Linked DNA regions of Hordeum vulgare: region 1 is linked to region 2. Evidence: chromatin contacts called from public Hi-C data. All regions are on one chromosome and are shown on one strand. The core of a region is the stretch at or near the end of the contact, and the rest is flanking DNA. Distances in the headings are between cores, read along the strand shown. Region 1 holds the start of LOC123426396. Region 2 holds the start of LOC123426394 (probable proline transporter 2).

The links. Hi-C and Micro-C count contacts between places; a contact is called where the count stands out from the background.
Region 1: a contact with region 2 is called in a Hi-C map of leaf, with 3 times the contacts expected there. The contact joins the promoter of LOC123426396 here to the promoter of LOC123426394 in region 2. A contact is called at or near these places in 2 of 6 Hi-C or Micro-C datasets (leaf and seedling) and 1 of 1 datasets of contacts at active chromatin or transcription factors (embryo).

What each region holds. Positions count from the first base shown.
Region 1 is chr2H:392,858,975-392,865,534 of MorexV3_pseudomolecules_assembly, forward strand. It overlaps LOC123426396, which reads right to left and starts at 4,503. Exons shown (of 5, transcript XM_045110228.1): 1 at 3,985-4,503; 2 at 3,793-3,908; 3 at 1,165-1,408; 4 at 1-952. The coding sequence starts at 4,464.
Region 2 is chr2H:392,605,548-392,612,723 of MorexV3_pseudomolecules_assembly, forward strand. LOC123426394 (probable proline transporter 2) reads right to left here and starts at 2,751. Exons shown (of 8, transcript XM_045110226.1): 1 at 2,340-2,751; 2 at 1,649-1,856; 3 at 1,042-1,266; 4 at 646-740; 5 at 250-439; 6 at 1-105. The coding sequence starts at 2,345.

The sequences.
Region 1 (6,560 bases), core at 3,253-5,752, 260 kb after region 2:
TAGGAAGTGGCAGGTGAAGCAAAGGAAATGCTGGAACCTGCGAACCATGCACAGGAACAAATGGCGAAGTGGGAAACGGAAGATGAAGTAACGGATATGTTGAAACCATAGAACCATGCAGGGGAACAATTGAAGTAGGAAGCGGGAGGTGAAGCGAAGGATCATGCAGTATCGATGGAAGATTAAGTGATGGTGAATTATTTGTATCCAACTTTGCAGAAAATGATGAGATAGATGATACTTCATTTGATACCAGCGAGCCCAGAGGTGTTTGAGGGAACGGTTCTACAGATGAAACTGGCATGTGCAGTGGGGTTACACTGTACTGCAGTGACGATGGGCATGGCGGACACCAGCAATAGTAAGGCTTAAATGGATTCTCTGAAGAACCCTCAGGGAGTGGACATTGAGTCGCAAAAGGATAAAGAGATGGCAGCAAGGGAAATGAAAGAGGCAGGTCTAGTGAAGGAGCTGAAGTGATACTGTTTTTTGAACAATCCCCATCACACACTTCACTGGTTGAATCAGGGTTAACACTCTTTGCTATCAAAGGATTTGCATCGATCAGAGCAGTTGATGGGCCCAACCAGTCCCCGCGCCGCTTCAGCTTCTCTCTCCCAACAACCTTTGCACAAGAGGTTCTTGGCACCCCATCTTTAAAAGTGCTGGACCTGGGACTCAGACTGGCTTGATAGATCGAGTTTGCTTTTGTTGCATTAGCAGCAGAGGTGCGAGACCTTGAAGACCTGGAAACGGCTGACGGGGATTGTAAAAGTTGCCCTTGCGAGCTTGAAGTACTGAGGAGGGCAGTAGATGCTCCCAACAATTTAGCATCTCCAATACTTGGTGCAAGAAGATAAGCATGTAAATTAGTAACAAAAGCATCAAGTCGCGAATTGGAGATGCCTGTGAGATCAGAGAGGGTTGGCCGGCCCTGAAGTAGATTTTTCATCTGTATCAAAAAAAATTGAGAGAGAATCAGCATACCATAGTACATGCGATTTTGCATGACGATTAAAATTATATTACAATTGCAGTTTATGTGGATAGGCTCCAGTTCTTGGGGTTTGCTCTCTATGTTAGATGTGGCACATCCCAGTCAATATTGCACATGGTTCGTGGTACATTTAAACAATAATTTGGTGGCCACTACAAAATACAAACCTTTGCAAGAAGCTCCATTCCGCATTCCTTCGACTTTTCAGCGCACCAGTAGTACAATCTTTTAGATTCTGAAATCCTGATGAGGAAAGAACGTCCAGAATTATCAGCTGGTATTTCTTCAATCACAACTTCTGAAACTTCGAGGCCATCGTTCAGGAGAGCCAGTTCCTCTGAACAACCATCATCACCGGAGAAGGCAAGGCGCATGCTCGATGAAGGCAGAAGGCCAAGGCTAAGCTTCCCTCTGTACATAGGAAGTGAGTGCATGTAAGATCCCTGACTTTCTATTCCGAACAAATAAAATAACAAAGATTTTTTTTCCAGTATCACAGCAGTTTTTTGGCTTGCTACCGAAAGAACACTGAGAAAAAAAAAAGAATACATTTCAACCAACTAAATGAAATCAGATCACAGAGGAACTTCAATAGAAAATACTAGAAGAAGATTACATAGACATTCTTGAATGCAAAGAATAGCCGTGCAAATGAGCACATAGTTAAGGAATAAGTGATAGAGCATAGAGACTTAAGCGCTCAAATATAGGTTTCCACCAGAGACACTGGAGGGCAGTGTAGAATATAAGTTCCTCAGCACCATATCATAGGCAGACCATAAAATAACCACCAACATACAGTACTTGAAGATGATTTTTAAGAAAAATAGCAGATTTGCCTTTTAATAGGAATAAGTGAAAGCACTGAATACAAATACCAAATTACAGTATTTGACAAATGTTTCTTCAAGAAAAGCTGCAGCACTGCCTTATCACTCGTACGAAAGAATCATGAAACATCTAATGTTTTTTCCTTCGCAGGTGATAAATCAAAAACTAAATCTCCTTAGACAAGTTGTGCCAGATCATAGCACAGGCAAGTTATGATTTTAGTTGCACAAAGTCTACAATAAATTCCGATAAGTGGATGATTATATTGCAAAAAATTAGGGCAAAGTAATACGAACCATCCATAGTCAATTATGGTCAGTGACCTCCATTTAAGGGAAAACCTCAATCAATTTGAACTGAAAAATGGAGAGAAATGATTGCCGATGGTAGAAATGTCGATAAAAACATCGATGGTGAATTGAAGGAAGGCGTATGTAACAAAGAATAGACAGGGTACATTAAGTACACAACATGGGTGGAGAGGAAGATAAAAACACGGCTATAAAACATAAAACAGATATTGGATGGAACAGCTCATTAAGCATAGGTAGGATAACTGGTTTTAGAATGAACATTGGTGTGAACACATTGATACATGTCCCTAACTGTCTGCAGTGAAACAAACAGTAAACTGCTGCATAAATCAACACTGGAGGAGCCTGTGATAAGCTAACTGCAACCACAAAACATACACATGATAACTGGAACACAGAAGTATGTGAAAACATCAATAAATGAGATATCAAACTCTTTGAAGTACCAATAAAAATTTCATCTAAAGCATCAAATAGTCCAGAATCCTATTGATCCAATCTCATCTAAGACTGCAATCGTGATGTGTGTGATTAGTTATTATTAATGCAGGTAACATAATACCGTAAGGCATGAAGGAAACTACCTTCTCTTTCCTCATATATCAGAGATTATGACACATGCCCAAATTACCTACAAATGGAAACATAATTTATTTGGTAGATGAACAATGCCATCACTAATAAGATGAAACATGTAATCCTAGAATCAATAATCTAGCATACGATACATCCTTCTTAATGAGGTCAGAATAGCTGAAAACACCTCTCCACAAAAAGCAATTATCAGGTGTCATGAAGTACAAGAACAAGAAAAACGCCATGTTAATAATGAAACCGGACAAAATGCTTAAATAGCAGAGATAATCGCAAGAACAAAATAACATGAAGGAAATACATGTTACAGCATTCTGCAACACAGCAGAGTAGCTGTATGAACAAAATCCTAACTAGGCTGTGACAATGACGTGAAAAGGGTGACTACCAGAAATAGGAATATTCAGTTTGTTATAGATTGGGAATGATATTATTGAGAAACTTACTGAATCATGACACTCGAATGTCATACTATTCCCATGCAACTAAGAGAAGGTTCATCACTTAACCAGACTGGCATATCTGACTAGACTCGAGTAACATGAAATGCAACAATTTGACGACTTATGTTGCACCAACATATTTCTAAGTGAATAACGGCTGCAATGAATGTAGAATGTGCACGATATTTACCACATCACACGGATACACACGTAATTTTCCAGAATCACCAGAACAACTACATGATGATACATTTCCTTCTAAAATTTCCGTTCTGTCTGGCAGATTAACAATTTTGTTATTTGGTGCACTTAATTCAGAAAAAAAAAAGTCAGCATCAGCAAAAGCTCAGTGTCCGGACAGAAGACACAATGTCCTCTGGCAGGTATAAAAATTATCTGACTGCATCCATGCTTCATACGCAGCAGGCATGCTAGACAGTTAGCAAACGAGAGAACTAGACATGCCCTACAATATTAATCATTTCATGACAACGTGTGCGACACACAACGGTGGCAATCTAAAAGAGAAGCCATCATGTGCGTGTTCCTCTGGTAGCTGGTATATTTGTGGTGCAAAAGCAATCCGGTTGAAGTTAAATTTGTGGGTGGCTACCTGATGGTTGTTGGGCAGAGGAGGGCGCCGTGGCGATCGACCTTGCCGACGCGCAGAGAGACGAGAGGAACGCAGAGACACCTTGCCAGCATGCCCACCTCCGAGACCTCAAAGTGCTGCAGCGCCCGCCCGATGAGGTGAGAAGAGAACCAATCGATGGCACTTATCGACCACAGGGATAGGAAATGTCACCTGAGAGAGGTGAGATATGAAGCGGTTCTCGGCGGCGGAGCATGACACGTTGAGGGTGAGGAGGGGCCTGAGACGGTCGTCGGCGCGGCAGGCCCCAACGAGCTGCTGGCGGAGAGGCAGCGGGCGATGAGCATCCTCTCCTCCTCCTCCTCCTCGTTCCGATCCGGAGGTCTCCGGCTCGTCGTCGTCGGAGTTAGGGAAGGAGGAATAGGATCCATCTCGGCTTGGCGGCTCACCCATCGGGAGAAAGGCAGGAGGGAATCCTAGGGTTTGCTCGAATCTGGTGGGAGACAGGATTGGGGGAGGAGAGAGCGAGATGAGACAGGAGACGGGAGGGGAACCACGAGACCAGAACCAAATCAATCGCAGACCGGGTGGAGAGGAGGCAGATATTTTCCAAGCGACTGATTGCAATTGCGCCCCTCGGGGTGTGGCCCCGATCCATCCTCTCCGTCTCGTCCGTCCAACTTTGGGCCCCATATCCACCCATCTCCGCCCTGCACAAGGAAACGACCACCAGCCAAGGCACACTTCCTCTCGGCATAGGTTCAAACGCTCCGGTTTGGTAACACACGTATGGGCACCGGTGAAACCTCCTCGTGCCCTCATCCGTTCTATCTTAAAGCAACTTAAGATGGACCGACTCAAATGGATTATGTTTTTGTATGCTTTTGTATCCGTTTGGATCAATCGCCCGTCCGACGTTCGTCCTGTTTTAAGTTTGGATCAGCAGTGCGTTCAATGCGTCGATCCATTTCATGTCCGTACATAATTTTTAAAAAAGGTCCGCGGTCATAGATCATGCGAGAGACCATAGATCATGCCAGCATCATTGCCAGCGCCGGCATACAATCACCATACAGTTCATGTTGGCGCACTCGCCAGCGGCCGACACACATGCGAGCATACAAAAAGGGATGTAATTTAAGTTCGACCACGCCATCGCGGTCTCGTGGTCATGCCAGCACACGTGTCGGCATACAAAAAAAGGCTCGCGGTCATAGATCACTCCTCGTCGAACTTGAGCATGTTGGCTTGCATCTTCTCAAACCACGACCTCTTCCTTGGCGACACGGTGTTGAGATCTACCTTCATGATCTCCACCCCGGTCATCATGCTCGCGAGAGTCACTTCTTTTGCCTTGGCCTTGGCGTTGCCGGCCTTAATCTCTAGCATCTTGGCTTGTTTCTCCCCTCCATCTCAAGCATCTTGGTTTGCTTCTCAGTGTTCATCTCAAGTGTCCTCCTTTGGATCTCCATGAAGGCGTTCATTTGCTCTTGTTTGTAACGCTGGCGCTCCTCCTCCCTTGAGTCCTTCTTGCTCATTATGCCCTCCACGCTTGCGATCAAGGCGTTCGACGCCGCATCCCGCTTGTCCTCCTTCTTGGAGTTGGTCTTCCCCCGCGGCCGTGCGTGCTCACCGTGCCCAACCTCCTCCACGGCTTGCTTCCCCCACGCGACTTGAGGACGGCATATTGTGCCATGAACTTCTCCTCGCCTTTGATGACCCTAAAGCAATGGAAGAGGTTGAAGCACTTGTCATTGTGTTGGACCTTGAATGCCTCCAAAGCTTAAAATGCCTACAAATGTATTTCATGCAGGCATATTGGCAAATGGTATGCAAATGAACACGCAAGCATAAACTTGATGACACAAAAGAGGGCGCCTTGCTAGCATACCATGTCTTGCATGTCGATGCCGCTCACAGGACGGGCCTTGACGCTCTCAAGAGTGGCACAAATCTTGTTGCACACTTGTTGGATCACCCTCCATCGCTTCAAAATAGACACCCACCCGCGCGTGCTTACTATTTGGTACGGCGGAAACTTCTTGCGCTCATGAAACTCACGGTGGACACGAATCCAAAACGTTGAATGCTTTTGTTTGGCGCACGTCTTGGGGTCTTGCCCAATGTCTCTCCAACACTCGCAAAGAAGCTTGTCCTCAGCCGCCGTGTGTGCCTTGGTCCGCTTGCTCTTGTGATTCGGCCGCTTCGCACAGGCGGCTTGGTTGGCGAGCTTGTCCTCAAACAAAGGCTCCCCTTCGATGTCACACTCGTCCTCTTCCTCTTGCTCGTAGTCCTCCGGAAACTCGTGGTCGAGTGGGAAGCCGTCCACGTCCATGCCGACCTGATCACGCATGAAGGCCGCCTGGTCTTGATTAAAGTTGAACGACATGAACGCCCCTCGGTCGCCCTGACTTTGTGTCTCGTCGGGATCGTAGCCAGCGGCCGACGCACCACCCTCGAAGATCAAGTATGTATGTAGTCCTCGTCGCCGGCGACCGGCATTTCGTCGAACAGATTGCGTACACCCGACAGCATGTCTGCTGGCATCTGTCGCGCGTGTTTCCTCGCGCCTCCGGATGACGAGCCACCGGCCACCGGTGTGGCATTGAGGTCGATGGGCGCAGGCGTGGGCGTGGAAGGCACCACCATGCTCACCTCCGGCGAGCACTCCCCGGAGAGGCGGGAGGCCTGCGGGTAGACGTAGAAGTGGGGCATCGGGGTGCAAGCTGACGCGCGGGGCGAGTCGGGCAACGCCATCCGAGGGAACGTGGATGAGTGATACGCCCCAA
Region 2 (7,176 bases), core at 1,501-4,000:
CAGTGTTGTACGCAAATACAAGATTTGCTACAGCACCTATCGTAGTGAAGACTCTAGTTGACTGTGATCCAGGAATACTATAATCCTTTGCAGGTGCTGTTATGCCTTGAAAAAATTAAGTGATGAAACAAACTGTCATATTGAAGAAACCTCAAGCATATTTATAGTATAGCAACAATTAGAATGCACACGAAATTATATGGCATAAAATATGCCAAGAGAGCTGAACAAGGCGCCAAAGGGTAATACCATCTCTAAGCGACAGCACAAATGCTATCACAATATAGATGAGACTGAAAACAGTGGAGAATCCCAACCAAATTCGGAGAGCAGATAGATAAGGAATTCCAAATGCAAAAAGAGCACAGACAAACCCAGATAATGCTATGCAGTAGGGAAGTTTGAGAAGTCCGTCATCTCTAAAGAGTACATATATTGCCTGAAGAGAAGAAATCATCACATCACAAATAAGCCTTGGGAGGATAAAACATCACACAAGTATGTTTGTTCAGAATAAGATCAACAATTTAACGATACCCTGGAAATAAATTCAACAGATGGATTCCCAGCATTGTATCCAGATATTTTAACCAGATTGGTTTTCACACGAACATAAGTTAGGTGATAGTGATTACGCTATCGTACCTTCAGTGCTTGGCCAGCTAAGATGATAAAACCGGTGTTGATCATGAAAAGATTAATATATTGTAGAGCCCATGTAAGCGCATACATTTTTCTTCCTGTAGTCACCAAAATAAAGGTATAAAGTAATTATGTTGGGATAAAGAAATTGCATTTGAATTTCATCCAGATAAAACAAATCCCAACTGGAGCGGTTAAAAGGGAAGTGGTGCCCAAATGGCAAACAAGTGGATTAGAACGAGGTACTATGTATATTTGACCCAAGGCCTCGACAACCACAACATGGACTCTACAACTAGGACATATGGGTGTCCTTGAAAACAAATAGAGCAAACTCCAGTTTATGAAACGTTATGTCTATCTCATTAGAATGTGGGGATAGAGTGTATGAATATGTACCATATATATGTCCAGCAAGATCTCTGTATCTAATATGGCGTTTCCCACCAATTTCATGGAGGCGACCAAGCAGAGCATTTGCATACATCGAGATTGCAGCAGCCAGGATCAACCCGCATGTTCCACCAATCCAGCCCAAAGGGACCATAATCGACCCAGAGTATCCTAGAACATACGCACTATTGACCCCTGTTGTCAGGACAAATCCAACTTGATACCAAGGATCTGAAAACGATCAGAATCTTTCATTAGTTAAGTAGTCACAGATACAAGAACTGCATTCACAAGAAAACGATTAGTGTGCATAACATTTTAAGGTTTTGAACCCAGATCAGTGGAAGCAGTGAGACGAGGCATCACCGAAAAATTATGTATTTCCATGATCAAAGTATGATGAATGTAAAAAAAAAACTTGGAGCGTTACAGAATTCAGTTGGGTTGACATGCTATTATTTTGATAGCAGAACATATAACTGATAAGCATTTGAGTTGATGGCAACAGAGTGATTAAGATGCAGGGGGAGTATCAGATTCACATAGTCGACAACCAGTTTGGTGAGCTATCCTTGTTGTTATCATGGAGAAAAGATAGGGTAGAAATGATTACCAACGCTAATCTGGTGCGCGGTATCCTCAGAAACATCGAGCCTGTCACCCTTTTCATCGTCGGCCATCTTGCAGGGCAGCAGCGGCGCCCTGTCCCCTGAACCAGGCAAGCAAGGGGAGGAAGAGGTTGACGCCCAGGAAGAAGAAGCGAGAGGAGAAGAGTCGGAGAGGGCTTCCTCGTCGTGCTGTTGCTGCTGCTGCTTGGTGACCTATAAATAGGGAGCGGCAAACGTCACAAAAGTAGCATGCGACAAGTGAAATTGGGGATTTTCTTTCTTCTCTAAGAGAGGAAAAACTTGATTAATTTCCCATTTTCATTCCACATCTATAAAAAAACATGCATATTTATATTAATATACACATCCACAGCACACTTTGTGAAAAATAATAAAAATAGTACTAATTAGTAATGATAACAATAATAATAACAGCAATATTAGTACTATTAGCAATAATAATACAAGTAACCTTTCCGGGAAACATTAATCCAATAACTACTACTTCCATGATAATGATAATTAGTAATTTGTATTATTGAAGCGATCAATCCATGTCATGTCAGAATAAAGGCATCAGTCTATTCATCCGATTCTGTAGCAGAATAGGTTCGTTCGTTGTGTGCGCCGGGCTATCTATGTAATCTACTACTGGAAAAGGAGGGAGGAAGGAAGAAAAGAAGAATCCGCACTCACATCCATCAGAAAGGCAGCCGGGACTTCCTTTTGGGTTTGTTATTAATGCCTTCCTCCTTTGAATTCAATCTTCTGAAGAAGAAGAAAAAAAGAGAACCGAATGGAATCGATCCTCTCCCCCTCCCCCTCCCCACTAACACGGCCCCTTTAATTCTCCGCCGACGGTGCCGGATATGATGATTGATGGCGGCAACTGCGGCAGAGGCTTGAGATTAGAATAGGGCAGCGGCAGCGGCAGCAACCGCTCGCCGTAGCTGGCTAGTGCTGCCCCGCCGCCGCTCTACCTAGCTAGGTAGCTAGCAGTATATACTAATAGTAATAGGCTGAGGCTGAGGGGGAGGGGGAGGGGGAGGAAGAAGAAGAGGATGGAGGTTGTGCCCGTCTACTGGACTCTCTGTCTGTTTATGAAGAGGGGCCGGGGAAGAAGATCGAGTTGGTTCATGTGTTAGTTGGTCGCGATCTTTTCGGCAACGTACTAGCAAGTCGTTACTCTAGTTTGTTACGGCGACGAAATCCATCCATCTTATCTAAAATCCCCTCCCTTCCCTTCCAGATGCGATAAAATCGCACTGATTGACCAGGGGTTTCATTTAATTATTTTCCTGTGGCCATTTTATTTTCCTAATGGCGTGCACGGCAACATAATAGTGCTGCCTTTTTGCTGACCAAACAGATAAAGAAAAAAGCGTTAACTATGCAAGATTCAGCTGACGACTCCTAAAAGCATCACCAACATCCTTTTCTCGTGTCTCTCGTCCCAAGCAGCGACACGAGCCCCGCAACGCAAATATTTCTCTTCTTTCAAGATTATGACCCTACTAATCACCTAGCTAAGCACTTCACACTCTCGCAACCAATCACCCATGTACAAATCTCCTCATGAAATGATGAGTCTTTGTTAGTGGAGCATCATATGCCCTGTCTGACTGTCCGCTGTGAACGGGGCACTGGCATCAGTACTCGACGTGATTATTACGGATATTCAGCTCTAGAACATATTTTTTTATTTATTCACACCAATCTAAAATGCAATCTTAAAAGGACCCATTACTGAAACCAAACTCTAAAAGGCACCCATCACAAAGAACAAAGACAAGAATCTGCCCAAACCCATTGCCTTGGGCATAATCATGTTAGGTTATTGCCATATATGGACTCAAATAAATGAAAAAAAATCAGAAGAGAAGTTCGAAATAAAAGCACTTGGAAATTGATTCTCGAGCAAGATCTTGCACTTCTTTAATAGGATCAAGCAGAAAATTGTGGCCGTTTTAATGACAGGATTGAGAGCTTTTTATACCAATTCACGACCCCCAAAGCTGGAATTGGATAAACTCTTGTGGCTTTTCTTCTTCTTTCTTTTGCATGTACTCCCTCGTGATATAAACGTTTTTATATTTATTTACAGAAAGAGTACTTTTTAGTCTACATATTATTTTGGTTATATATATGAAAATATCGTAAAGCAATTGTATGGTTTGTGGCTCGGTAATAATAATAATAATAGCAACCCAACGATGACATCTTTTGTGGCATATTAGGCATCTCACATGGGTCATACATTGTGTATGCCGTATGTAGGAGGGAGTTGTCACGCCCAAGATGCGATCTTATCCTCAATTTGCCACGAGGGCCTCGTCAGGGATAGAAGCGCATCTCGTCGTGTCGCAAGAAAGGATATCGTTACAAGTACATTTACTGAAAAGAAGATATATATATATATATAGAATTGGCTTACACTCGCCACAAGCTACATCAGAGTCACATCAGTACAATACATAATCACCATGAATAAGAGCAGGGTCCGCCTACGGACGAAAACAAACGAGAAAAGAAGAACAACGTCCATCCTTGCTATCTCAGGCTGTCGGCGTGGAACCCATCCTAGATCGATGAAGAAGAAGAAGAAGAAGCAACTCCAAATGAACAATCAACGCGTTCGCGTTGAGTAACCTTTACCTGTACCTGCAACTGGTGTTGTAGTAATCTGTGAGCCACACGGGACTCAGCAATCTCATTTCCAAAGGTATCAAGACTAGCAAAGCTTAATGGGTGAGGTATGGTTAAGTGGTGAGGTTGCAGCAGCGGCTAAGCATATATTTGGTGGCTAAACTTACGAGTACAAGAAATAAGAGAGGGAAGATCTATGCATAGCGGACGTGAACTACTGATGATCAAATGAATGATCCTGAACACCTACCTACGTCAGACATAACCCCACCGTGTCCTTGATCGGAGAAGGAACTCACGAAAGAGACAGTCACGGTTATGCACACAGTTGGCATATTTTAATTAAGTTAACTTCAAGTTATCTAGAACCAGTGTTAAACAAAGTTTCCACGTTGCCACATAACCGCGGGCACGGCTTTCCGAAAAGATTTAACCCTGCAGGGGTGCTCCAACAAGTCCATCACAAATTACCACAAGTCGCATAGAAATCCTCAATTACGAAGCTCGCGATCTCGTCGAATTCCCTAGTGGAAAACCTCAACTCCGAGATTACCCAAAGCATCACCGGAATCCCGATGCACAAGATATCTCGTCAAAGGTAAAACTAATCTAGCAAGGCCGCCCGACGTGTCGACGATCCCGATAGGAGCCGCGTATCTCGTTCTCAGGACACGACGGATGGGTCACACTAGGAGAAACCAAACCTCGGGTTGCCCCGTGGTGGCCCCGTAGTCTGCCAGTTTGGACCAAAACTCATGAGGAGCACTGGCCCGGGGGTTGATTAAATTTCCTCGGGTTAATTACTCCCTATGCAGTTCATTAGTTATTAGGCAAATGTAGTACCAAAGTTGGACCTTGCCAGACCAGCTTTAATCTAAAACGAATTATCAAGGGAGTCCCCATAACACCCCGATCGTGTTAGGAGCACTCAATTATGGAACATAACACCGGTAGCCGAAAACTAAGGGGGCAAAGGTGGAACAAAACACCAGGCTAGAAAGGCCGAGCCTTCCACCTTTTACCAAGTATATAGGTGCATTAAATTAAATAGCATATAATATGGTGATAAAACAAGGAACCCATGTTATCACATGGAAGCAATTGCACTTGCATCTAGCAACGCTAACACATGGTTAAGCAAGTAGTAACATAGCCAATCAGTGGTTTGCTAGGTCGAACATGTTGAAGGTTATCATGGCATTGTAGAGAGGCTGATATTTAACATGTGGTAGGCAACGAGACATAAACGGTAGAAATGGTAAAACTAGCATGGCAATGATAGTAATGGTATCTGGGGAAATGGTCATCTTGCCTGAGATCCCGCTTGGAAGAAGAACAACTCCGTGAAGTCGGCGAACCAACGTAGACGAACGGGTCCTCACATTCCGACACGCTTGCGGAACTCTATCGAGACGGAGCAAACCGGAAACAAACATCAACACGGATATTCACCACGGCAAATGCAAGACATGATGCACACCCTAATATGATGCATGAACAGATCAATGATGCAAGGCATGGCATGACAATTCACCTCACGCAAACACTACACATTAAGTGAAGCTCGATATGCAACGAGTTACATATCGACGAAACTCCACGATTAATTATTTAGTTCGCTCCCGGCTATTTACACGGCAATATTAAATTGTTGTTAACATGGCAAGGGGTGAAGCGGTGATTCTACATGTCATCCTAGACGGTTAACACACGGGACTTAGAACGGAGCTACATACAAGAGACATGCAACAGAAGATATTATGCCATGAATGCGTCATGCATGCAAGTTACAACAACACAGGCAAGAAGGAAAAGAAGCATGTGTCACCACGACGAGCGAAAGGGAACCATGGCGGCAAGTCGGAAACGAAGCCACGGCAACGTTCCTATCCCGATACTCATCGAGATATCGGTGCCAACGAATAGGGAGCGCGTGCGTGACAAACCAAATAATGATGGGGTGATCCCATTTATCGGGTTCCCATGTGTCGAGGGCACGACGAAAAAGGAAGACAACGTGCAACGGGCAAACATATGGCGCAAACATATAGTACATCTCATACATCACATGCATTCGGGTCACGACACGTTTCTACGTATACCTTTGAAGCGTGCATATCGGAGCGGTTCGGGACGTTCCGGTGAAAACATAGGTCGTCGTGGACGTCGTGGAAGTCGTTGTACACGGGTCTCGTCGATGGTAGTCGTACTCTTGCCGTCGGTACACGGGTCTTCGGCGTCGGTAGTCGAACACGGGTCCGTAGATGTTCGGGGTCGTCGAGGTACTCGGCGAACTTGTCGACGATCCACGGTGGCGGGGATGGTGCACGCGATCTTCGCCGATGTTCCAAAAGGCAGCCGGGCACGGCAACATCAGCAAGCATCCAACAACAACGGCACGTGGGGTGGAGAGGGGAGGATGGAACGGGAGGAGGTGTTGGGGAACATCGCATGGGAAACAAAAAATTTCCTACGCACACACAATACCTATCATGGTGATGTTCATCTACGAGAGGAGATTTCCGATCTACGTACCCTTGTAGATCGCACAGCAGAAGCGTTAAGAAACGCGGTTGATGTAGTGGAACGTCCTCACGTCCCTCGATCCGCCCCGCGAACCGTCCCACGAACCGTCCCGCGATCCGTCCCACAATCCGTCCCACGATCCGTCCCACGAACCATCTCGTGATCCGTTGCAAGAACCGTCTTGTGATCCATCTCACGATCCATTCCGATCTAGTGCCGAACAGACGACACCTCCGCGTTCAGCACACGAACAGCTCGACGATGATCTCGGTCTTCTTGATCCAGCAAGAGAGATGGAGAGGTAGATGAGTTCTCCGGAAGCGTGACGGCGCTCTGGAGGTTGGTGATGATCTATCTCAGC